Linked DNA regions of Mus musculus: all the other regions are linked to region 1. A link is a contact called in public ChIA-PET, Hi-C and HiChIP or PLAC-seq data. All regions are on one chromosome and are shown on one strand. The core of a region is the stretch at or near the end of the contact, and the rest is flanking DNA. Distances in the headings are between cores, read along the strand shown. Region 1 holds the start of Bag3 (BCL2-associated athanogene 3). Region 2 holds the start of Rusf1 (RUS family member 1). Region 3 overlaps Mcmbp (minichromosome maintenance complex binding protein). Region 4 overlaps Gm39092 (a long non-coding RNA gene). Region 5 overlaps Inpp5f (inositol polyphosphate-5-phosphatase F). Region 6 overlaps Rgs10 (regulator of G-protein signalling 10).

What was found. Hi-C and Micro-C count contacts between places; a contact is called where the count stands out from the background. ChIA-PET counts read pairs in DNA pulled down with a chosen protein or histone mark. HiChIP or PLAC-seq counts read pairs in DNA pulled down with a chosen protein or histone mark.
Region 2: an H3K4me3 HiChIP or PLAC-seq map of the SCID.adh cell line shows a contact between it and region 1, with 14 read pairs. The contact joins the promoter of Rusf1 here to the promoter of Bag3 in region 1. A contact is called at or near these places in 4 of 484 Hi-C or Micro-C datasets (the G1E-ER4 cell line, bone marrow-derived macrophages and embryonic stem cells), 8 of 115 datasets of contacts at active chromatin or transcription factors (the SCID.adh cell line, bone marrow-derived dendritic cells, bone marrow-derived macrophages and 4 more) and 2 of 9 other capture datasets (adipose tissue and liver).
Region 3: an H3K27ac HiChIP or PLAC-seq map of epiblast stem cells shows a contact between it and region 1. The contact joins the enhancer-like site here to the promoter of Bag3 in region 1. A contact is called at or near these places in 1 of 484 Hi-C or Micro-C datasets (bone marrow-derived macrophages), 13 of 115 datasets of contacts at active chromatin or transcription factors (bone marrow-derived macrophages, double positive thymocytes, effector CD8 T cells and 7 more) and 4 of 9 other capture datasets (adipose tissue, embryonic stem cells, liver and 1 more).
Region 4: a contact with region 1 is called in an H3K4me3 HiChIP or PLAC-seq map of bone marrow-derived macrophages, with 4 times the contacts expected there. The contact joins the enhancer-like site here to the promoter of Bag3 in region 1. A contact is called at or near these places in 1 of 39 promoter capture datasets (pre-B cells), 4 of 484 Hi-C or Micro-C datasets (CD8 T cells, bone marrow-derived macrophages, nephron progenitors and 1 more), 5 of 115 datasets of contacts at active chromatin or transcription factors (bone marrow-derived dendritic cells, bone marrow-derived macrophages, embryonic stem cells and 1 more) and 1 of 9 other capture datasets (liver).
Region 5: a Hi-C map of the N1E-115 cell line shows a contact between it and region 1, with 3 times the contacts expected there. The contact joins the enhancer-like site here to the promoter of Bag3 in region 1. A contact is called at or near these places in 6 of 39 promoter capture datasets (3T3-L1-derived adipocytes, frontonasal cranial neural crest, hematopoietic stem and progenitor cells and 3 more), 18 of 484 Hi-C or Micro-C datasets (the 3T3-L1 cell line, the C2C12 cell line, the G1E-ER4 cell line and 10 more), 27 of 115 datasets of contacts at active chromatin or transcription factors (the HPC-7 cell line, the NIH/3T3 cell line, the SCID.adh cell line and 21 more) and 3 of 9 other capture datasets (adipose tissue, liver and pancreatic islet).
Region 6: a contact with region 1 is called in an RNA polymerase II ChIA-PET map of memory CD8 T cells, with 87 read pairs. The contact joins the enhancer-like site here to the promoter of Bag3 in region 1. A contact is called at or near these places in 2 of 484 Hi-C or Micro-C datasets (the G1E-ER4 cell line and Th1 cells), 7 of 115 datasets of contacts at active chromatin or transcription factors (the SCID.adh cell line, T-cell acute lymphoblastic leukemia, bone marrow-derived dendritic cells and 4 more) and 2 of 9 other capture datasets (adipose tissue and liver).

Annotation. Positions count from the first base shown.
Region 1 is chr7:128,521,781-128,525,209 of GRCm38.p6, forward strand. It overlaps Bag3 (BCL2-associated athanogene 3), which reads left to right and starts at 1,803. Exons shown (of 4, transcript NM_013863.5): 1 at 1,803-2,264. The coding sequence starts at 2,079.
Region 2 is chr7:128,296,208-128,299,636 of GRCm38.p6, forward strand. It overlaps Rusf1 (RUS family member 1), which reads right to left and starts at 1,924. Exons shown (of 13, transcript NM_145590.2): 1 at 1,583-1,924; 2 at 1,255-1,369. The coding sequence starts at 1,876.
Region 3 is chr7:128,723,204-128,726,632 of GRCm38.p6, forward strand. Mcmbp (minichromosome maintenance complex binding protein) reads right to left here. Exons shown (of 16, transcript NM_145955.3): 2 at 1,910-1,995; 3 at 865-1,005; 4 at 733-774. Among named protein-coding and RNA genes, the nearest start is that of Mcmbp, 16 kb to the right of the region's middle. Within about 2 kb of position 1,763, at least 81 of the 459 cell types and tissues checked have an H3K27ac peak or open chromatin away from gene starts, as enhancers often do. A contact at or near this core is called in bone marrow-derived macrophages, embryonic basal ganglia, epiblast stem cells and 1 more, where this site is marked.
Region 4 is chr7:128,358,197-128,361,625 of GRCm38.p6, forward strand. It overlaps Gm39092 (a long non-coding RNA gene), which reads right to left. Exons shown (of 3, transcript XR_869958.2): 3 at 597-1,248. Among named protein-coding and RNA genes, the nearest start is that of Gm39092, 7.1 kb to the right of the region's middle. Within about 2 kb of position 1,690, at least 13 of the 459 cell types and tissues checked have an H3K27ac peak or open chromatin away from gene starts, as enhancers often do. A contact at or near this core is called in bone marrow-derived macrophages, where this site is marked.
Region 5 is chr7:128,671,140-128,674,568 of GRCm38.p6, forward strand. All of the region lies in intron 9 of Inpp5f (inositol polyphosphate-5-phosphatase F), which reads left to right. Among named protein-coding and RNA genes, the nearest start is that of Inpp5f, 61 kb to the left of the region's middle. Within about 2 kb of position 1,497, at least 186 of the 459 cell types and tissues checked have an H3K27ac peak or open chromatin away from gene starts, as enhancers often do. A contact at or near this core is called in the C2C12 cell line, the G1E-ER4 cell line, the HPC-7 cell line and 23 more, where this site is marked.
Region 6 is chr7:128,390,357-128,393,785 of GRCm38.p6, forward strand. The region is part of intron 3 of Rgs10 (regulator of G-protein signalling 10); the gene reads right to left. Among named protein-coding and RNA genes, the nearest start is that of Gm39092, 25 kb to the left of the region's middle. Within about 2 kb of position 1,760, at least 166 of the 459 cell types and tissues checked have an H3K27ac peak or open chromatin away from gene starts, as enhancers often do. A contact at or near this core is called in the G1E-ER4 cell line, the SCID.adh cell line, T-cell acute lymphoblastic leukemia and 7 more, where this site is marked.

The DNA.
Region 1 (3,429 bases), core at 553-3,052:
CAAGATACAGTTCAGCAGGGTCAGCTGAAGTATGGACCAGGGAAAATGAGGAATACACCTTTGTGCACCAGACCAAGGAGAGTGGACTTGGTGGGTGCTTGAAAAGGCCTCTCTGGCTGCTATATGGGCAAGAGGTTTAGAGGCAAGCCCAAAGGCTGAAGAACCCATTAGGGTGCTGTGAAGGATCCAGGTGAAAGCGTAAGATGGCTGGGACGGAAGAAAGAGAAGAGTCACAGAGTCAAGAAATACTTAGCAAGATAGGAATGGATGGTAGGAACGAAGGGGCAATTTGAGGACAAAGTGGGGGTGCGGGAGAGATGACTTAAGAGCATTTGCTACTCTTATAGAGGACCAGGTTCAGTTCCCACAAGGAAGCTATAAACATCTATAACTACAGTTTCAGGGCATGCAATACCCTCTTTGGACCTCGGAAGGCATTGCACAAGCCGGCTCATACATATAAAATAAATCTTTATTTATTTTTTTTAAATATTTTTTAAATAGGGCATTGCTAGGCGTAGTAGATGGTAGTGTGCACCTTTAATCTCAATACTTGGGAGGCAGAACTATATAGATAGACCATATCTTTAAAAAAATATCCACAGCCAAGCAGTGGTGACACATGCCCTTGATCCCAGCACTTGGGAGGCAGAGAGATGGATCTCTGTGAGTTCAAGGTCAGCCTGGTCTACATAATTAGCTAGTTCTAGGACAGCCAAAACTACACAAAGATACCTTGTATTGAAAAACAAGCGAAAAAATTCACTTTGTATTCAGTCTTCAATAAACATCAATCTTTATTCCTTTATTGAAGATGGACTCTGGATTTAGCCACGTGCTGGGTGGGTTCAGGTATAAAGAAGCAAAAGACAGACACTGACCAGTGAGTGAATCTAAGTGTCTAGACCTTTCAATGTGACTATCAAATGATAATAAGTCAATATTCCCACATTTGGGCTTATACAGGTGTGTTTGGTGGCACCAGGCAGTACCTGAAGGCTAACTATGTTAATACTTATACTGAGGCTTTGAGACTTCAAAGTCAGTAAGAAGGTCTTTGGAAGTAAAAAAAATCAGCTTGTTGGAAATGTCTGGCAGAGTCCTCTAGTATTTGCCACAGAGTAAAAATCGGAGGGGAAGAGGCCAGAGATGTATCTTTGAAGGTCCCAGGACATTCTCTGAATCTGAGTCAGGAAATTGGCCTCAGTATTGGTTCCAGGTGTTTCTGAAGTCTAGTCACTGTGCGAAAGTGCCTATATAGAAGGCCAAGAGCACAAAGTTGTCACTTTAGTCCTTGCTTCTTCAGTTTTCCAAAGCAGGCAGGTGAGTTTCCACAGCTCTTTCTTTTTGTTGTGACCTCAGATCAGCATTCCAGAATTTCTCAGAAGTCATAAGGCCCTTGAGAAAAAGTTACTAAAAACGTCACTGCAGGACGCCAGCGTCACTGAGTGTGAAGAGAGAGAAAGAACTAGACTTTCCGAGTTTAAAGATGATTTAGTCCTTACACAAAGGTGGGGCCCCAGGTGTCGGCCCTTGGACTGCTAACCCCGGGACACCCCCACGCGGCACGAAAGAGTGGTGGGGAGTCCGGAGACAGAAACCAGCCAGAGAGCACAAGGACACCGGTGCGTGTCAACCTGGCGCGAGGCGCACAGGCCCCAGGACACACACAGGACAGGGATAGGGAGGGACAGCCTGGGTAGTCTAGGAGAAGGAGGGGCGGGTGACAAATCCCCGCCTCCGATCCCTCCCAAGGTCCCGCCCCGCCGCGATTATAGCCTATGACTCAGGGCGGAGCTCCGCATCCAACCCACGGCGGCCGCCAAGTTCTCTGGATGGGACCAGAAGTTTCTAGCCGGCCAGTTGCTGCCTTCTCTTTATCTCCTCCTTCCCCTTTGGCAGCTAGGAGGCTATTTCCAGACACTTCCACCCCTCTTCGGCCACGTCACCCAGTCCTTTAATTCATAAAGGTGCCCGGCGCCGGCTTCCCGGACACATCGGCTACACAGAGGTGCCCGCACTCCACGACCTCGTGACCCGCGCCCTAGCTCTGCGCCCCGGGCGGACCCTAACCCAGCATGAGCGCCGCCACCCAATCGCCCATGATGCAGATGGCGTCCGGCAACGGAGCCAGCGACCGAGACCCCCTGCCCCCGGGCTGGGAGATCAAAATCGACCCGCAGACCGGCTGGCCCTTCTTCGTGGACCACAACAGCCGCACCACGACGTGGAACGACCCGCGTGTGCCCCCCGAGGGCCCTAAGGTGAGTGGAGCTTGCCGTCCCACCTCGACGGCGAAGGGGCCTGGTCGAGCCAGGGCTATGCGAGTCACCCCACCCCGCGCCCTGCTGCGCAAGGAGAGTCCTTAACCATATCCGCCTCGAACGGGCGTCGGGCCGCAGAGAGCCGCAGGCAGGGTGGCCTTGGACGGTAGCCAGCGGGGTGCGACCCGCGTGGTGACATCGGGTGGTTTTCCACAGCCTCTTGCGAAGGGCGAAGGGCAGTGGTGGCCTGAGCTGCGGTGCGCCGCGTCCCAGGGAAGGGCGACCGGCCTGATGAGCGGCTGAGGCCCAGGCCAGGCCCGGCCGCCGCCTCTCTGTCCCGCGCGTCCCGTGCTGAGACCCTGGGCTCCCTCCGGTGCTGATGGCGCACGGCCAGGATTGAAAGGCTGCTGAGTGGAGTCTCCTGTGGGGATTTCACTTTCAAATTCAGAACTTAGTTGAGGCTTATCTTGAGTTTACTGGATCTTAGGCATAGAGTGACTCAGGAGGCTCGAGTAAATAAGTTATTTTCCCCCATTAAACTTATTATTACTGGTCGAAACTGCTTTCAGTTAGAGAAAATTCTGATACTACCACTATTTTTTTTTAAGATACTCTTTCTGACAGTTCCAAAACTAAAGATCAGACATTGTATCACCATACTTAGCCACTGCCTTAAGACTCACACTGGAGTGAAAGAATGTATTTTTAATGGCGTGATTCCTTGTTGTCCTTTTCAAATACTGGAGTTTTGTTACCAGAAACAGCTGAGGAGTCTGGTGAACACTAGGTGTATGCTTCATTTGCATAGATATTCAGGTTTGTGTACTTCAATCTAAAAAGCAAGAAAAATTGAAAATACAAATTTGGAATGAAGCCCAGCCTGGTTCAGGCCTGTCATCCCAGCACCCAGGAAGCTGTGGCGAGAGGATCTTGAGTTCAAGTCTAGCCAGGGCTATATAATCGGAGTCTATCTCAAAAGTTATTAAGTAATTAAGTTGGAATGAAACTAGCCTGTGTTGCAAAATAAGACCTTGTCTTTTTTTATAAAAAAAAAGAAAAAAAAGATTGAGCTGGGCAGTTGTGGCACACCTCTTTAATCCCAGCACTTGAGAGGCAGAAGCAGGCAGATTTCTGAGTTCAAGGCCAGTCTGGTCTACAGAGTTCC
Region 2 (3,429 bases), core at 674-3,173, 230 kb before region 1:
GAATGGGATGTTTAGAAATGACACTTAAGAAACCCAATTACTGACCCAGTTTTGAATTGGCTAAAGGAGAGCAATGGAAAAGATCTCATTAAACACAGTGTGATGCCGTGAAAAGGACTAACTCTCCTAGGCTCAGATCCAGGCCCTATAACTCAGCAGGTGTGTAACCGTGGGTACCTCTGTTTCCCCAGCTATAGTGTGGGGATAACAACACTACCTGTCACACAGCCACCAAGAGGTCTAATCAGCAACACAAAGAATGGCATATAATAAACACTGTCAGCATCTATGTGTTGTGGTGGCGGTGGTGGTGGTAGTGGTGGAGGTTGGCATCCTTAAAAGATGAGACACTGTGGCCAAGAAGCCCTCGGTCACCTCTGCTCTGACATGCCCTTTCAAGGGGTGATACTTAGTTACAATGTGCTGGGTTCTAACAGATGAGCATAAACAGAAGCCTCCTGACCTAGAGTCCAGGGAGGCTTACCCAAGATGTGGTGAGGTCTAGGATAGAACAGGATGTCCTTGCCCCGCCCCTAAGGTTCATTTAAATACCACTGGGGATAACAGGGAAAGACAGAGGCCAGAAGACTGAGCCAAGGACCCTCCTAAACGTGAAACAAGTGTTGAGTTCCCTTTGGTCTGCTTCCCTCACCAGGTGGCAGGCATAATACTAGATTATCTTTGATTTTCTTAGTGACTTTTTTCAGAAGGCTGTATACTCTCAGCACACGGTTACTATAATCTTACTGCAGCACAGTCAGGTACCCCAGAGGGGTCAGAGTGCATTTTAGCATTTCCTTAACTACCAATTTAGGACCAGCCACATGCCCCTTTGCCCACTGGAAGTACCCAACTTTCACCATCCCGGGAAGCTGGCGGGTTTTTTTTACGTAATAAACTGCATGTCTATGCAATCCTGCATAAAGTAAGATTAAAGGTAATTTAAGGAGGATCCCGGATGATTTCGGGATTCTGAAGTTTGCATGGGTAACAAGGTGAGCCACTTAGGCTGATTCACTGATGAGGGCATTCCAGCTGTGGGCAAAGATTCACAGCTTCTGTGTACTAATCAGGCTGCAGACCATAAATGTGTATATGCGCACGCGCACAAACACACACACGCACACGAGAACCACTGTTAGAGGTCAGAACAGTTCAAAACAGCAAGGCTAGGGTTTGCAGTAAAGGAAAAAGAGGCCAGAGACAGGAAGCAGGGATGAGATCAACAGGTAAGGCTCCCAGGTTCCAGCTCACCTTTCACGAGCCAGGTGGACGTGGCAGCTGAAACGGAGGCTTTTGCGTTGCCTACCCCTAAGCCCTGCAATACTGCTTGGGTGGCTAGAGAGCCGGAGAGGCTGGAAGCAAAGGCCTGGAGAGAAAAGAAGTGGAATGAGGAGAGGTGGCAGGAGCACGGAGCCTACTGTGCTATACCAGCTCTCACTGGTTCTGTGGGACCTGGAAAACTGTCAGGACTATGCAATGCACCCTAGCCTTCCAATGTGCACATGCAGATTGCAGGGGCCTATTCCCCGGGTCCCCAGCTATAAACCGCCCCCCCCCCACGGCAATCGGCCAGCCGGACCTGCACGGAATCCCACAGCTGGTATGGCAGGTAATCCGGGCTGACGCTATCTGGGAAGCCCTGAGGCAGCAGCACGGATCTGAGGCCCGAAAGAGCGGTCAGTGCTGCCCAGGGTCCCCCGCCTCCACCCGCGTGCTGCCCAGGTTTCGCTATCGGGGCCCGGGAGAGCCAGCCCCAGCGCCGAGCCCCGTCCCACTGCAGGCTCCCATCGGCGGCAGCGCTGCAGCCGCGCGGGGCTCCGGAGCCGAACTGCTCCGTGCACAGCGGCGCCCGTAGGCTCGCAGCGTCAGCCATCCTCAAGTTCAGCGAGTCGGTCCAACGCGGCAAAAAGCTAGGCGAACTACATTTCCTGTTTGGCTACGGTGGCCACAGAAGGACACTAATCTTTTATTCTCTTGGAACTCCGATTATTGTGTGTCCTGCCTTCCTGGGGCACACCCCAGGACTGCACCTGACCTACCTATCGTTCTTTGGACCCTAGGAGCAATATAGGGGCCGTTGACTCTGAACTCCAATCGGAAGAGGGAGAGATGGCTTCCTGGGGAAATAGTTGTGGTGGAGACTCCACTCAGATCTCAAACTTTTAGCTGTGTAACTGGAGTATCCCTCTCCGTCGCAGTGCTTTTTTTTGTTTGTGAGGCCAAGGACAATAGAGTTTTTGAAATTTTTTAAGTTAGCTTGTGACTTAATGAGCTTCATTATGGCATTTTGATTCATATTTTGCTCCCTTTGTTCCTATTTACCACCCGCCTCCCCCTGTTCTCTTGCCTGACTCCTACTATGTAGACATCCACTTACCCACTCCACCCAGCCCTCCTCACCCCAATGCTGCTTTTATGTCACATGATCTCTATCTTCCTATTTCTTTAAGATCCCTTCTTCCCTCCTCAGGGTCCCATTTCTAATTTCATGACTTATACCCCAGCCCCTCCTCCCACACACACACATACACACATAAAATTCCAAATCTAGGACTTGCATATGAGAGAAAACACGGGGCATCTGTGTTTCTGCAACAGTCTTTAAACTCATTTTCCTGCAAATGTTATTATTTCACTTTTCTTTATGGTTGAATAAAATCTCACTGTAACTCCACATTTTGTGACTCATGTGTCTCCTGAGAGATCCGGACTGACTCCATTTCTTAGCTGTTCCGAATTCTGCAGCAGTAAACACACATGTACAGGTATTTCCGTGGTAGGACATGGCGTCCTTTGGTGTATAGCTATAGGTAGTAGAGCTGTAAGCCTAAGGCAGGTCTGTTCTTTTTTCCTTTTGATTTTCAGAGCAGCTGGAGCAGTTTACATTCTGTAAGGGGCTCTTTGCCAACATTTGTTGTTACTTTGTTACTGGGGAAACCGAGGTTCCCATGGGAACTTAGGCTCCTTAATAAGGGGATTTGGAGGCTTACTAGCTAAATGCTCCCAGTTCTTCCAAGACATCAGCAGTGGGTTCCCAGCATTCATGTTAGGTAGTTCAAACCACACGTAACTCCAACTTGAAGAGGGAGCAGACACCATCATGGATGTGCACCTACACACACACACACACACACACACACACACACAAAGAGAGAGAGTTTGGTTTTTTTTTTAATAAAATAGTTTAGAAAAGGAGTACACAGGAATCTTTTTTTTTTTTAGATTTATTTATTATTATATGTAAGTATACTGTAGCTGTCTTCAGACACACCAGAAGAGGGAGTCAGATCTCGTTAGGGATGGTTGTGAGCCACCATGTGGTTGCTGGGATTTGAACTCAGGACCTTCGGAAGAGCAGTCGGGTGCTCTTACCCACTGAGCCATCTCACCAGCCCAACACAGGAATCTTGAGGACAGTTTATTAGT
Region 3 (3,429 bases), core at 513-3,012, 200 kb after region 1:
ATTTCTTCTTTCTGCCCATGAAAACTTGGTTTTAAAGCCCATATGTAAAGTCAAACGTGATAGTAAAACACGTGTAATCCCAACAGCTGGCAGGCAGAAAGAAGCAGGGCAGACACAAGTCCACGTCAGGCCAGTCAGGCTACACAGTGAGAGCCTCATCCAAAAGGGCAGGTTCTCGAGTCGGAGGAAGTGTTCAATGGTAGCTACACTTCTTTACCTCTCACTTCCACTCCCAGCAACCTTCCCTAGAAAGCCAGAGTGGGGCTCAGTGTATTCGACTGAAGGAGTGTAAGGTAAGTTCATCGGGCAAAGGTGCTTCCTGCCAACCCTGATGGCCCGGGATCCGCAGCAACGGCCTTAGATCTCCCGGTGCAGCCTTCTGCTTTACAAAACGAGCAAGCAAATGTTTAATTCTATCTAGTTGAGAAAGTGCTAAGTTTAAGTTAAGCTTTCACTTTTGTTTAAAGAAAAAAAAAATCCCTGTACTTTTATTCACAGATACTAAGGAAGAATCCTGTCATTTATAATCTTGCCAGAAATCTTTCAAAGATAATAATAAGATTATGTCAGAAAAATTCTTAAAGGCAAAAAAAAAATATTCTGCCTGATTTTTTTAGAACTCACTCATATACAAGACAAGTATACTGAAAACCAACCAAAGAAAGAGAAATTCTCTTTTTAGGTAGAAAACTCGTGCTTACAACCAGCCTCAGACACTGTAAGGATACATACCCCACATTCTGCTACATCTCTGTATTTTCCAAAATGAAGAACCTATGACCAAAACGCAGGACAAAGTATTATTAAATGTGATTAATATTACAAATTATAGACAGCATGGTTCAGGGAGGAAGCAATACATACGCGTGCTTTTGTGTTCTGGTTAACTGTCTCATAAATTCCCATGTAAAACTCAGGGTCAAACATATCCTGAATCATGCAACGAAACTTGACAAAGCTGTTGGGCTTCAGATAATGGAGGGGCACTTCGTTCAGCGATGGCACCTTCGGAGAAAACAGGCAAGCAGATTAGCAAAGCTGTTGTCTGGAAGAGACACATCTTCAAAACCTAGCCCTGCCCCGCTGTGTGTGCTCACTGCTCAACATAACATCTGCTGGGGAAGAACTTTCCTCTCAATTCTTCCAAGTTCGTGTGACAACACTTGACTCTAGCACGATGCTTTTCCTTCTAAAAGCATCCACAGTATGTGTAACATCTCCCTGACTGCCTTCTTTTGGTTCAGTTTTGTTTTCTTGGTTTTGTTTTGTCTTTGTTTTCTTTCTTTAAAGATTTATGTATGTACATGTATATGTACATGAATACTCTGTGTGCCAGAGAGGACATTAGATCTCAGTATAGACGGTTGTGAATATCCAGGTAGTTGTTGGAAATTTAACTTAAGACCTCTGAAAGAGCAGCCAGTGTTCTTAACAACTGAGCCCTCTCTCCAGCTCCCATGTTTGCTTTCTTTTGAGACAGTATCACTTTGTAGCTCAGCATGGTTTGAAACTCACAAGTAGCCCAGGCTAGCCCCAAACTCATCAGAACCCTCTCGTGTCAGCCTCCTAAGCCCCCACACTGTAAACATCAACACCGTGAGGACTGTGAACCTTGCAGCCAACAGGAAAGCATATGCTTTGATGGGTTCCTCTCAACATTCACACATGCCAATTCTTTTAGGAAGGAACAAGACACTCTTAGAGCACACTTTACTCTGCAGAACAGTCATTTGCTGCCATCTAGAGGCACAACACAGAAGCATCAGACCAAAGCCCCTTTATTTTCACCACAGACTTGGAAGAGCTGTATGCACTCACTGCGCTACTTCTAGTCACGTGGCTGGTGGGGCGGTCTGCTCTGCTGAGAGAAACTAGAGCCAGCCAACTCACACAACAGCAGGAAGCTCACCCATTTAGGAGCATTATTTTCCTTCAGCTTTTCCTTGAAGTATTCAATAACCTTCTTCTCCCAGTCAGGATTAACTCCATTTTGTGCTGAAAGAGAAATTTGGTCATCAAAGCACAATATAGGCCAGCAGATTATGTTCAGGTCAGCAATACGTAAGCTGAATAGTTAGTACGAGTAAAATATGCAGCTGGGACACTCACAGGTATTCAAGGGGTTTTCCTGCCGGGCACCGGGCACCAGTCACCAGGCACCGCAAACCCAGGCTGCTTGCCCTTAGCTCCCTGCCATTAACCACTGAGAGCCGAACCTGTGGAACAGTATGTGGTTCACCCAGACATAGCAGCACAAGCTCGGTATATACAGTACTTGGCTCAAATACTTTCAGATACAGTAACACACCGTGAAATGTAACGTGGAGACTTTAAACCACATCTGCTTATTTGTTTAGTGTGTGTATGTGCATTCACATGGGCAAGGAGGCCAAAGAACAACTTGCAGGAGTTGGTTCTTGGGGATCTAGCTCAGGTCAATCATCAGGCCTGTCAGAGGATCAGAAGTTCAGGGTTCTTCAGCTATATAGGAGCCTGAGCTACATGAGCCATCTCAAACAAAATAAATACAAAACAGAAAAACAAAAAACAAACCGAAACTATAATTCTGTCCTTCAACACCAATTATACTGCTATGTAAGTGATGTTTTAGCCTTCTAGTGCTACATATAGACGGTATGTCTGTCACCCTCTTATCAGAGAGGCTCATCACTCAAAGTGGCAGCCAGTTCTCCACTACACATATTGAGGGCTTCTTGCCCTCACAATGAAGAAACAACCTGCAGGGGTAGCTTACAGGAGATGAAAAGGAAGACCAAAGAGGGAGTAACCCACAGAACACAGATTCTTGTGGACTGAACCCCCAGCTTACATGCCTACAAGCTTTCGTGTTTGTCACATGGCTGCCTTAAGTAGATGGCGAATGAGGGGAATGTGTTTCTAACTGTGATGTAGATGAGCCTGTCGGAAACACAAAAATCCTGCTTTAGCAGACCGTCCAAACATTTTTCCCTTAGCTAGCCCAAGCTTGACCACAGGATCCACGCGGTGGAAGGAGAGAACTGATTCACCAAATTGTCTTCTGACCTCCATAAGTGCGCTACCTGCATTTATATGCATTAATTAATTAGTTCATTTTTAAAAAAAAATGAACAAAACAAGCCTTGGTGCCATACTTCAGGTTCTGCTCTTAGGTCTACAACCAATCAGTCTCTATGAAGGGTGAGGATTAGGTTGAGATTTCTAACTTTTGCATATCAATGTTCAGTGTTTCAAAGAACATCCTTTACTATGGGTTCCTGTGTTCTTTGATTAAAAAGAAAGAAAGAAAGAAAGAAAGAAAGAAAGAAAGAAAGAAAGAAAGAAGAAAGAAAGAAAGAAAGAAAGAAAGAAAAGAAAAAGGAAGAAAGAAAAAGAAAGTTCAGAGTCACAGCAATAGCCACTGAAAAGACTTTGCTGAGGAGGATGTAA
Region 4 (3,429 bases), core at 440-2,939, 160 kb before region 1:
ACATCTGTCCCTCAGCTTCTGTTCAAAAAGAATAGTGAGATAGCCCACCCTGGAACCACCCCCACCCCCCAGAGCTTGAGACACTTAAAGTAAGCTTTGACCAGCCAACAGCATCTTGCGATCTCTTCTCAATACCAATGAGAAAAAGGTCCAGCAAACTGACTTGACCTTTTAAGAAGCTATGGTTTCCACAACCTGAACTTGAGAAAAAGCAACACTGTAAAACGTCCTTTCCTTCCATTTCAGAAGGTCACCCAAAGAAAGCCTGCTTATTTCCTACCCTGATTCCGCAAAGGAGTCTGGGACACGAGGAAAGCGTTTGCTGAGTTCCCTACAAGACTGTCTCAAAAAGAGCATTTGGTTCTGTCTCCTTCCTTCCTCCTGGCCCATAGCTCTGACTTCCTCGGGCCGAGGCAGGAGTTCTTGTTAGAGAGGGTCATCTTTGAGCTGATCTCTTTCCGATGAGCTTCCAAGTTAGTTAGATTTTTTTTTCTCTTTTGCATCTGGACCCCAAACACTCCAGAACTGCACCTCTAACTTTTCCAAATCCATCCTTCAAACTGGCTGCAAGTTAAACCACAGAAGGCTTTGTTTCCTGGTTGCGACTCCCTCTGTCTTCTGCCCCACCGCTTGCTTCCATGGCACACCCGTCCTCGGGTCTTCCCTTCCTCCAACAGAACCAAAGTTGAGAGCAGAACTTCACAACAGCACCCTTCCTCAGCTCGGTGCTCACACCACAGAGAGAATAAAGCCTTGGCTGCCTCACCCTCCTCCCTCACGTCTGCGCTTGGAACGCCATCAGCAGCGACCATGCTGAGGCAGACAGACTGGACAGGTGTAGTTAGCAGCAGCATTTCTTTGTACACAGACTAGAGAGCAGGATGCTGCCACCCACACTACACTGTGGCAGATGTGCCATCACTCAGACTCACAAACAATCCAAGGGGCTTTGAAAACAGCAACGAGCAAATAAAAGCATGGAAACGAACCAGACTGACATTCAGCCTGAGTTCCAAAGTCACCGAGAGTTTCCCTAGGGATGGTGACACCAAACCACATGCTAGAAGAGGAAGCCCGGTGTCCCCAGCACTGAAGCAGGGAATGATGGGAGGAGCACCAGCCTCCAGGTCAGAAAAAGGAAACACGGACACTTGTGGTTCCTTCAGCAGCTTCTCCATTCTGGCTTCTTTCCCGTCCAGTCAGTGGCCTACAGACCCCTGTGTGTTGGTCTCTGGGCTTGCAGTAGGTCTGAAAGGAGACAGAAGTGGGAATATTTGTAACTTACAGGGAGGGCAGTCCACCACTCAAGTGGCAAGTCAGCTGAACGAGACAGTGCTCCTGCTCACACTTCACAGCACTGCGCATCCACTTCTGTGTAGCCCAGCAAATTGAGTAACCGGCAGAAAACCCAGGACCGGGGACCAGTCTAGCCCTGACACTGAACAAGCATAGTCTGATATATTCTACTCCCTGCCTCCCTGAGAAAAGCTAAATACCAAGTTCTGGAACTTCATTAGCAGTTTCACCATAACCCTCACTTAGGCAGGCGCCCTGACATCTCCTGCTGCCTTTAAAAAAAAAAAATCTTTTATTTATATTTATGTGGCTCTGTGTGTGTGTGTGTGCCACGTACTCCTATGCTAGTGCATGTCTGTGCATGCACGCACACACATGGGCATGCAGGTGCCACCAAGCCCAGTAGAGGGTGTCAGATCCATTGGGGCTGGAGTTGCTGGCAGTTATGAGTCTCTGTGGGTACTGGGAAATCAACTCCGGTTGATTCACTGAGACAGCTCTCCTGCCACGTCTACCGTCTTTTTCTCCTACTTCCTGTGCAGTGGAGCTGGCCTTTCTGGGTCATACTGAATCTTTTTTCCGCTGTAGTGAGGTAGGTGAAGTGGCTAGCGATTGGGGCCTTCAAAGGCTGCTGGTAACCACGGGACTGGTTAATAGTCATTATCCCCTGCAATTGTTCTAGGTAATGTGTAACTTTAATTTTTTCAAATCCTATTTTTAATGGTGGTTCTTGACCACTTTAACTTCCCTTTTAACCCGCCATCTTCCAGAGTAGTGGGAAAGAAAGGATACGGGGGAAGTGGACCTGTTTAGAAAGGTTCTTTGGAGCAGATTCCATCTGTGTTGTCTGGAAATCATCAGTTCAGTTCACAGGTTAGCAGGCAGTGGCAGCTTGATCCACTCAAAAACACTTCATGGATACACCAGCCAGCCAGTTTGATAAATTCAGTAATGGCGGTGACACGTCCTAGCAGAGACAGACAGACCTCAGCCTCAGCTCCAGTCAGCAGGAGGGACCAATAGGAACACCAGAAGTTCTCAGCTATGTGTCTCTCAGGGAAGTGAAGATCAGGGAAGTGAAGATCAGCAAATACGGGAGATCCACAAGCACAGACAGCTGTACCAGCAAGCCAAGCTCTGTCTCGTCACTCTGTGGAGTCCTATTTATGCCCTCCAACCATCATGTGCTCTCCGTGTGCCTTGCCTCAGTGCGTGTCCTGTCTCAGCATGTGCATCCAATCAGCTCGAGTCCTTGGAAGTGGCAACAAACTTCAGAACACCACCAGAAGAATTTTACACATTTCTGTCTGTGGAGTCCCGACTATTGCCTCTCAACCATGCAATGTAAGACAGACCAATGCATGCGTGTTGTCAGCAAAGAATCCTTCACCTCGTGTCCTTTCACGTGCTTGCTTTAGCAGAACATCCTCTCTCCTGTGTCTGCTTCAGCGAAAAGTTCCTTTATGAGTCTACCTTAGCCTTTCACACCTGTGTCCACTTCAGCTGACATTCCTTCACGCGTTTGCCCCAGCAAAACACCATCCAACCGACTTTCTAAAGAACCCTTAAGTTTCCACGTCAGTGATGCCTCTACAAAGCTCTCCAGAGCCCAGGCTGAAATCAATCAGGCCTTTTGGGGACTCTTCCTTCCTCCCTTCCCTCCTCCTACCCCTCCTCCCTTCTCTCCTCCCTTCCCTACCTCCCTCCTTTCTGTCTTCCTTCCATTCTTTCTTTCTTCCTTCCTTTCTTCTTTTCTTTTTTCTTTCTTCCTTCCTTCTCTTCCTTTCTTCTTTCCTTTCTTTTTTCCTTCCTTTCTTTCCTCCTTCTTTTCCTTCTTCCTTCTTTCCTTTCTCTCTTCCTTCCTTTCTTCCTTCCTTTCTTTCTCTCTTCCTTTCTTACTTTCTCCCTTTCTTCCCTCCTTTTTCCTTCCTTCCTTTCTCCCTTCCTCCTTTCCTTTCTCTCTTCCTTCCTTTTTGCCTTCCTTCCTCTCTTCCCTCCTTTTTTCTTCTTTCCTTTCTTCCTTCCTTTCTTTCTTCCTCCCTTCCTCCCTTCCATCCTTTCTTTCTTCAGTCCCCCATCTTGTTTCATTCTCTTATTCCCCTTCCTGTGAAAATGAAGATTTGGGATTCCATC
Region 5 (3,429 bases), core at 247-2,746, 150 kb after region 1:
AAGAGAAGAGAAGAGAAGAGAAGAGAAGAGAAGAGAAGAGAAGAGAAGAGAAGAGAAGAGAAGAGAAGAGAAGAGAAGAGGTGACATGACATGTGTCTTCAGTCCCAGCACTCTGAGCCAGGGGCAGGAGGATCTCTGTGAGTTCGAGGCCCTGAATGTGTAATCTCAGGGCTCTTAAGGAGAGCTTGGACGTGGAGAAAGGAGAATCCTAGAGCTCTGTAGGCCAGCTTGCTGTAACCAATACAGACACTGCCCCAAACAGGATGGAAGACAAAGGCCTACATCTAAGGTTGACCTCTGACCTCTGCACATGTGCTATGCTGTGTATTCACCACACAAAGATACATACATGTACAAAACAACAACGCTAACCATAATGGAAAGGGACTAACTTGATTTTTACTTTACGATTTTTTACTATTTGTTATTTCTGGTTATGCACAATTGAAACGCATGCATAAAATAAATACTTTTTAAAAAGGCATTATGAAGAGAATGAAAGGTAATTCAGAGATTAGGGGAGGCTGGAGAGTTAAGAGCTCTTGTAGAGGACCCAGGTTCCAACCCTAGAATACATATGGTGGCTCACAACCATGAGTAAGTCCACTTCCGGGGAATCTGACACCTCCTTTTGAGCTCTGAGGGCAGCAGGCACACACATGGTACACACAGGTACATGTAGGCAAAACACACATAAAATAAATCTTTAATAGTTAAGATTTGGTCTGTTATCTCGCAGCACATTTAAATGTCTTCTAAACCCATTAAAAAGGATGTACAATACAAAAAAAACTGGACAGAATAATGTAACAGGATTTTATGTACAAGGATATTTTATAAAGTCAAATCCATCAGAGAAGGTGCGTCATCTCATTAATCATCAGGGAAATGCAAATTAAAGCCATGACTCACACACTGGGGAGCTGAGGGGAACCGCTGAGAAGCGTCAAGTCTGGGAAAGGATGCAGAGCAATTAGCACTTAAATCGGCAAACAGGACTCCAAGTGTGCTCAGTCACGGGTGCTTATGCAAGAGCCTCACTGCAGCATCAGAGCCAGCGGCTGCTGAGGGCGGCATGAAGGACTGGATGTGGTCAGGAATGATTTGGTCTTATTCTGCATTGAGTTCCTTAATAATGTGTTGATTCGTGTTGATTCATGCATTATTGATATTCCTAATTGTAAGTAGCATTAGAAAGAATAAGCCATATTTAAATGCAACACAAATTGTTAAAAGGAGCAATACTGAGGTGTGCACGCCAGGAAATAACCTCTTCCCACACTTGTCCCTGCTCCCCGTTGACGCACGTCAATATCTAGAGGCGGGCGCTGAGCAGACACCTCCTGGCCTCCAGCAGGAGCCTGGCAGTGTTCATTTATCTGTGTTATCTGTGTCCTTCTCCTGGGTAATTGCTTTCTGCGATGAGGGGCCCACGGTCAGGGTGACTCATCCGTGTGGCTGCATTGCGCTAGCTCATAATTGGTTTAGGCTGGAGCTGTTTGACAGAAGGTCTGATGTGGGAAAAGCTTCCTGCTCTAATAAAAGATATACCGGAACCCACAGTGCCCCTGAGGCTGCTTTGTCAGGATTTGATGTTAGGGACTTTTGCATCTGTCTCAAGATGGTGAATGAAGCAGTCGGGCGTTTATCCAGTGTGCTGCTGGGGAAGCAATGAGGGAATGGCAGAGGGAAAGGCAGAAAGAACCCGAGTCCTCAGTGGTTTACTGAAGTCACTGCACTCAGCCTTGCGGCTTCCAGGCTTGCCTTGAGATTTGAGTTAGCAATCTATTGTTTGTAGCAAGGTCACCTGACACCCGCACATTCACCATGGGCTGAAGTCACAAAGAGCTGGCAGTGCACATACTGTTCTGCAGTGAAGTCTCTGGCTGTTAGTCTTTTCCCCAGAATTCTTAGGTTAGGCAGTGGTGGCACATGCCTTTAATCCCAACACCTCCGGAGGCAAAGGCTGGCAGAAAAAAGGAAAAGTTCTAAATTGGGAATGATGGTGTGTATCTATAATCCCAGCACTCAGGAGGAGACTATAGAGGTTGTAAAGGGGATTAGTCCAGCCTAGGCTATCCAGTAAATTCAAGGCCTGGGCTATATAAGAACTCAGTTTGAAAAAACAAATTGGTTATAATGGTGCACACCTTTAGTCCAGCACAAAGTGAGTTTGAGGCTGACCTGGCTTACATACCAAGTTCCAGGACAGCCAGGGCTACATAGTGTGACCCTGCCTCAAAAACAAAATAATCCAAAGTGAAGAGCTGGCAAGATGGCCCATCAGGTCAAGCACTTGATGGGCAAGCCTTATCACCCATGTGTACATTTTCATCCCTGGCACCCACGTAAGGGGGCGGGGCGTGAGAGCAGACGCCATAAAGTTCTCTAACTCTGCCCCCTGCACATGCTTATACATGTGCCCCCCACCGAGAGTAAAGACAATTTTAAAAGTCTAAGAATTAGGGAACTTGTTTTTGCAGAATGAATTTGTGAAGGCAAACTTGTTGAATTAAACAGCATATACACTTAAAGTTGATATTTAGCATTCAGAGATACTGCACCAGAAGCACTGAAAATCCTCAGACTTGCCCTGCCCACCCAACACAAGCAGCAGGAAATTAGAAACCGTTTTTAAGGGATCACACAGCTTCTATTCTCAGTAGCAATGGGACCCCGCTGTTGTTTTTCATGTTCACCAATGCTGACTCTGTTCAGTTATTTAAATTTACCCGTCAGTAGGTTAAAACCTCTTTTATATCCTGACATTTGCAATTTACTGTTAGTAGGGACTGTAGCATCTTGCTCACTGGGGTCTTTTGTACCCAGTTTTTTCTTACTCTGTTTATGGTACTCTATAAAGTGTTGATTTTCTGTGGCAAGTACATTCTCATGAGAGTTCCTTGTTTTGTTTTTTTAAACCTTTGCTGATAATGTCACTTGTACACAGATTTAAATTTTTCCTGTTGTCACATCGGAAACATCATCTTTGTCTTCTGGTTTTTATTTTATGCTTGGGAGGTCATGCTTCCACCTACAGCTGTGCAAAAACTACTACTTTTTTTGTGGCTTTTTTTTTTTTTTTAAATAACATTTAGGTCATTGATGTATCTAGAGTTTATTTTGTGTTTCATTAAAGAGATATAGGGAACTCTTTTATAAGTCTCTTTTCCTTGTAGACAGACAGTTGTCGTCCCAGGGCCCCTGATGGTCATCTGTGCTTGCTCACAGCAGTGTGCTTAGCTACCTACCCTTCCTGCCTCAGTGGACTCAGGTCTTTGGCCCTCAGCCTTGTTCTCCTCTGTCAGTTGCCTATCTTTAGTTTCACAGTCTTGCTTGCTACATAGACTATATAGAATTGTTCCAGATGGGGCAAATTTCTCTGTGTTTATTGCTTTTCATTTTTTTCCAAATATTTACTTTTTGAGA
Region 6 (3,429 bases), core at 510-3,009, 130 kb before region 1:
CTGAGTGCTGGGATTAAATTCTTGTGCCACCATGCCTGGCCTCTGTTGTTCCTCTTGACAGTGTCTTTCTTTTGAGCTATACTAGGGTGGCTAGGTTTTTGAATACTTTCCCTGCTTCTCCTTTTTTTTTTAAAGATTGATTGATTGATTGATTGATTGATTGATTGATGTACACTGTCACTGTCTTCAGACACACCAGAAGAGGGCATCGGATCCCCACTACAGACGGTTGTGAGCCACCATGTTGAGAATTGAACCCAGGACCTCTGGAAGAGCAGTCAGTGCTCCTAACCACTGAGCCATCTCTCCAGCACCGTTACCTTGCTACTTTCCAGTCTTTGTGCACCTTTATTTCAATTCCTTGACTAGGAATTCCTGGAAATGCCTGGGGCAGAGGCATGGATGGGGGTTCTCTTTGGAGTGTTGAGAAGATTTGGGATCCGGTAAGTGGTCGTGCCTGCACAGCATTGTGAATACATTCGGTGCCATGGAGACACTCCAAAGGTTTTTAATTATGTGTGTTTCACCAGGTCAAATAAAGTCTCATGAAACTACCCATATGTACATGCATTGCCACCAGCGCCTGCTGTGCCATGGACATGCTAAGCCTGCTTCCCTTCCCTTAACCTCTTGGTCTTTCTCCCCTGTTAATGCTGGTTTCCTGATGAGGACCAGGGCCAGAACAGGTGACACCAAGACTGTCTGACTCCAAACTTCAGCCCTACTCTGGTCCCACAAGGCACCCTGAGCTCTCTAGGATAGATGGCTTATCTGTCTTCCAGTGGAAGAAGTTTTCACACAGTAAGTGTAAGTGATGCAGAGAAAAACACTCACTGTATGCCAAAAGTCCCCAGCGCAGCCCCACTGGGAATCTTGGAGACAAGGGCTGACAAGATGTTCACTCACCTGCAGTCTCATTACACTGAGAGCTGTGGCAGGGCCGTGACATGGCCTGATGGTAGGAGCAATTAAGAACCGTGACAGGGCTATGACCTTCCCTGATGGCAGAAGCCAGCTTTATTTAAAGTCTTCAGAGTTGTGGTGGGCAGGGCTGCAGTCTCAGCACTCTCCACCAGAACTTCCCTCCCTCTTCTTGAAGAGAATGGGGCCATCTGTGGCAGCAGAGATAGCTCCTGTGTGAACCTCAAGCCTCAGACCCCCCTCCAACCCCACAGAGCAAGGCAATGAAGAGATGCCTTTCACACAGCTGAAGTGTGTGGAGGAGGTGGGGGAGGTCAGGAGACCCTAAGATAACACTTTTTTTCTCCCAGAGAGGCTCTCAGCCTAAGAGGACACTTGCAGAACTTCACTGGGAGAACACCCGGCTCTGAAAACTTCTGCTCTTAGGGAAATCCCTGGACGTTTTCAATTAGCCGTGCTTAAAGAGAAGAAAAGCGCTCGTTTCAAGCCAGAGACCAGAAAGCTAAAGACCCTATGAGGCTGAGGCCTGACTCTGTCTCTGCTGATATAGGAACAGTGCCCAAAGCGGGGACAGCGCTCAAAGCCTTGTGTCTGTTCTTCCTGCCTGCAGGAGCAATTCGTTTATGTCAAACTCAAAGACATGGGAGCCTCTTGAGATAAATACGACTATTCCTGGGGAAGGTCTGGGGACCATCATGAGGCCTGCCCCGGAAGAGCAGTTTGGAACTTCATGTCTCTCAAAGACCCACCAGTTCCACAGAGCCATGAGTGTCTTCCACCATCCCCATTCTGTCAGAAGGGAACATTTTTGGAAACCCACTTCCTGTTTTAAAGTTACTTCATGAAAGTAGAATTTCAGTTGGCCAGATGAGCGAACTGCGTGCAACAGTCTGCAGGTCTCCCCTCCTAAGACATCCACACAGCTGTTCTGCCATGCACGCATGCACACACATGGCTCCCATGAACTCAGGCTCTCTTGGGGGAGTTCTGAAAATGAGACACAGAAGTGAGCAGCTTGAGGCTCCATATGTGGGGGCAGGTGGCCCAAGGGAGAGGAAGCAGGTGTGGGGGGAGGGGGCACTATCAACCAGCCCTCTCGAATCAGCTGTCCTTCCCCAGCCACTGAGGACAGGGTGCGCCCCTGGGCTGACCCAGTGGGTACAGGAGAATGAGTGAGCAGGCTTATCTGCGCTAGGATAGGAAGTGTGACCGAAAAGGGAAACCCTGAGACAGCTGACCACAGGCCAGTCACGGGAAGGCCTGGTGTCCAGGCCGAGACTTGAACAGAAAAGAAGAACTGCTCGCTTGAGCTATTCTGGTAGAATTTTCCAGAGTTTTGTTAACCCTGTTCTAGCCGCCGCCGCCGCTGTAAGAATAAGAACAGACTAGCTCCCTTGGTGGAGTCAGTTCTGAGTGTGTGAAAGTGCTGGCATATGCACCTAGCCACTGCCTCCACCACAGCCCTCCCTTCCCTGAGACAGACAGATAGATGTATCCGGTCTCGGCTCCTTCCAGGCACAGGTCAGGGCCCTTCCTGCAGGTGCTATGAAGCCTGGTTTGCACCCACACTGGGTAGGAAGTCAGCCTGAAACCCTGCTCCCAACCAGCGCAGGTTTAAGAGAAGTGAATTCACTTTGCTCAGAGCCCCAGACACCGGTCTGCTCAGAACAGCAAAGTCATCAGTTGTCCAGTGCTCAGGAAGGTGCAGTGTGGTCTCTCTCTCTCTCTCTCTCTCTCTCTCTCTCTCAGACACACACACACACACACACACTTAGGGCCCACGCTGATGCTCAGCCACCATAAAAGCTTTCACTTCACTTCCTCGTGGCAATCAGCCTCCTCACTCCCAATTTCTACAGACACAGCTCAAGAGTAGACGGGAGCTCCTCCCACCCGCTCTGCTCTCCACCTCTCAGCTGAATCCCACAGGCTAGGCCATGTTGCCTGGGGGCTCCTGGCGGCTTCTGGTTACTAAGCCCCTCCAGGGGTCTCTGGCTCCAGTCCTGGGTAACACCTGCCTTCTTCCTTCACCCTGCTCCCTCACCAGGAGAGCCTCAGATTCTGCCGTTCGCCTTCAGCACGGCCTGTGTCCTAGACATTCCCTAAATTTGAGTCCTGCCCCGGATGCTGTAACTACTCTCATATAACTACCACGCAGCCTAACAGTCTCCTAAGCTACTGGCTCATGAGTCAACTGACCATTGGCAACACAGGTAGGGAGTCCCAGAGACATCAAAAGAAGGGAAGGTCACCTGTCCAGGGCTCCTCTAGTCTTTCCTCTAGGAAGGTGGAGCTTCAAGTCCCTGCAGCATCTCTGCATATGGCCCACACCCTATTTGCGGCATGCCTGACTCTGGAACACATCTCCCATCAGCACCTCTATCCTCTCTATCATCCTCTCTATCCTCTCTATCCTCTCTATCATCCTCTCTATCCTCTCTATCATCCTCTCTATCCTCTCCATCATCCTCTCTATCCTCCCTATCATCCTCTCTATCCTCTCTATCC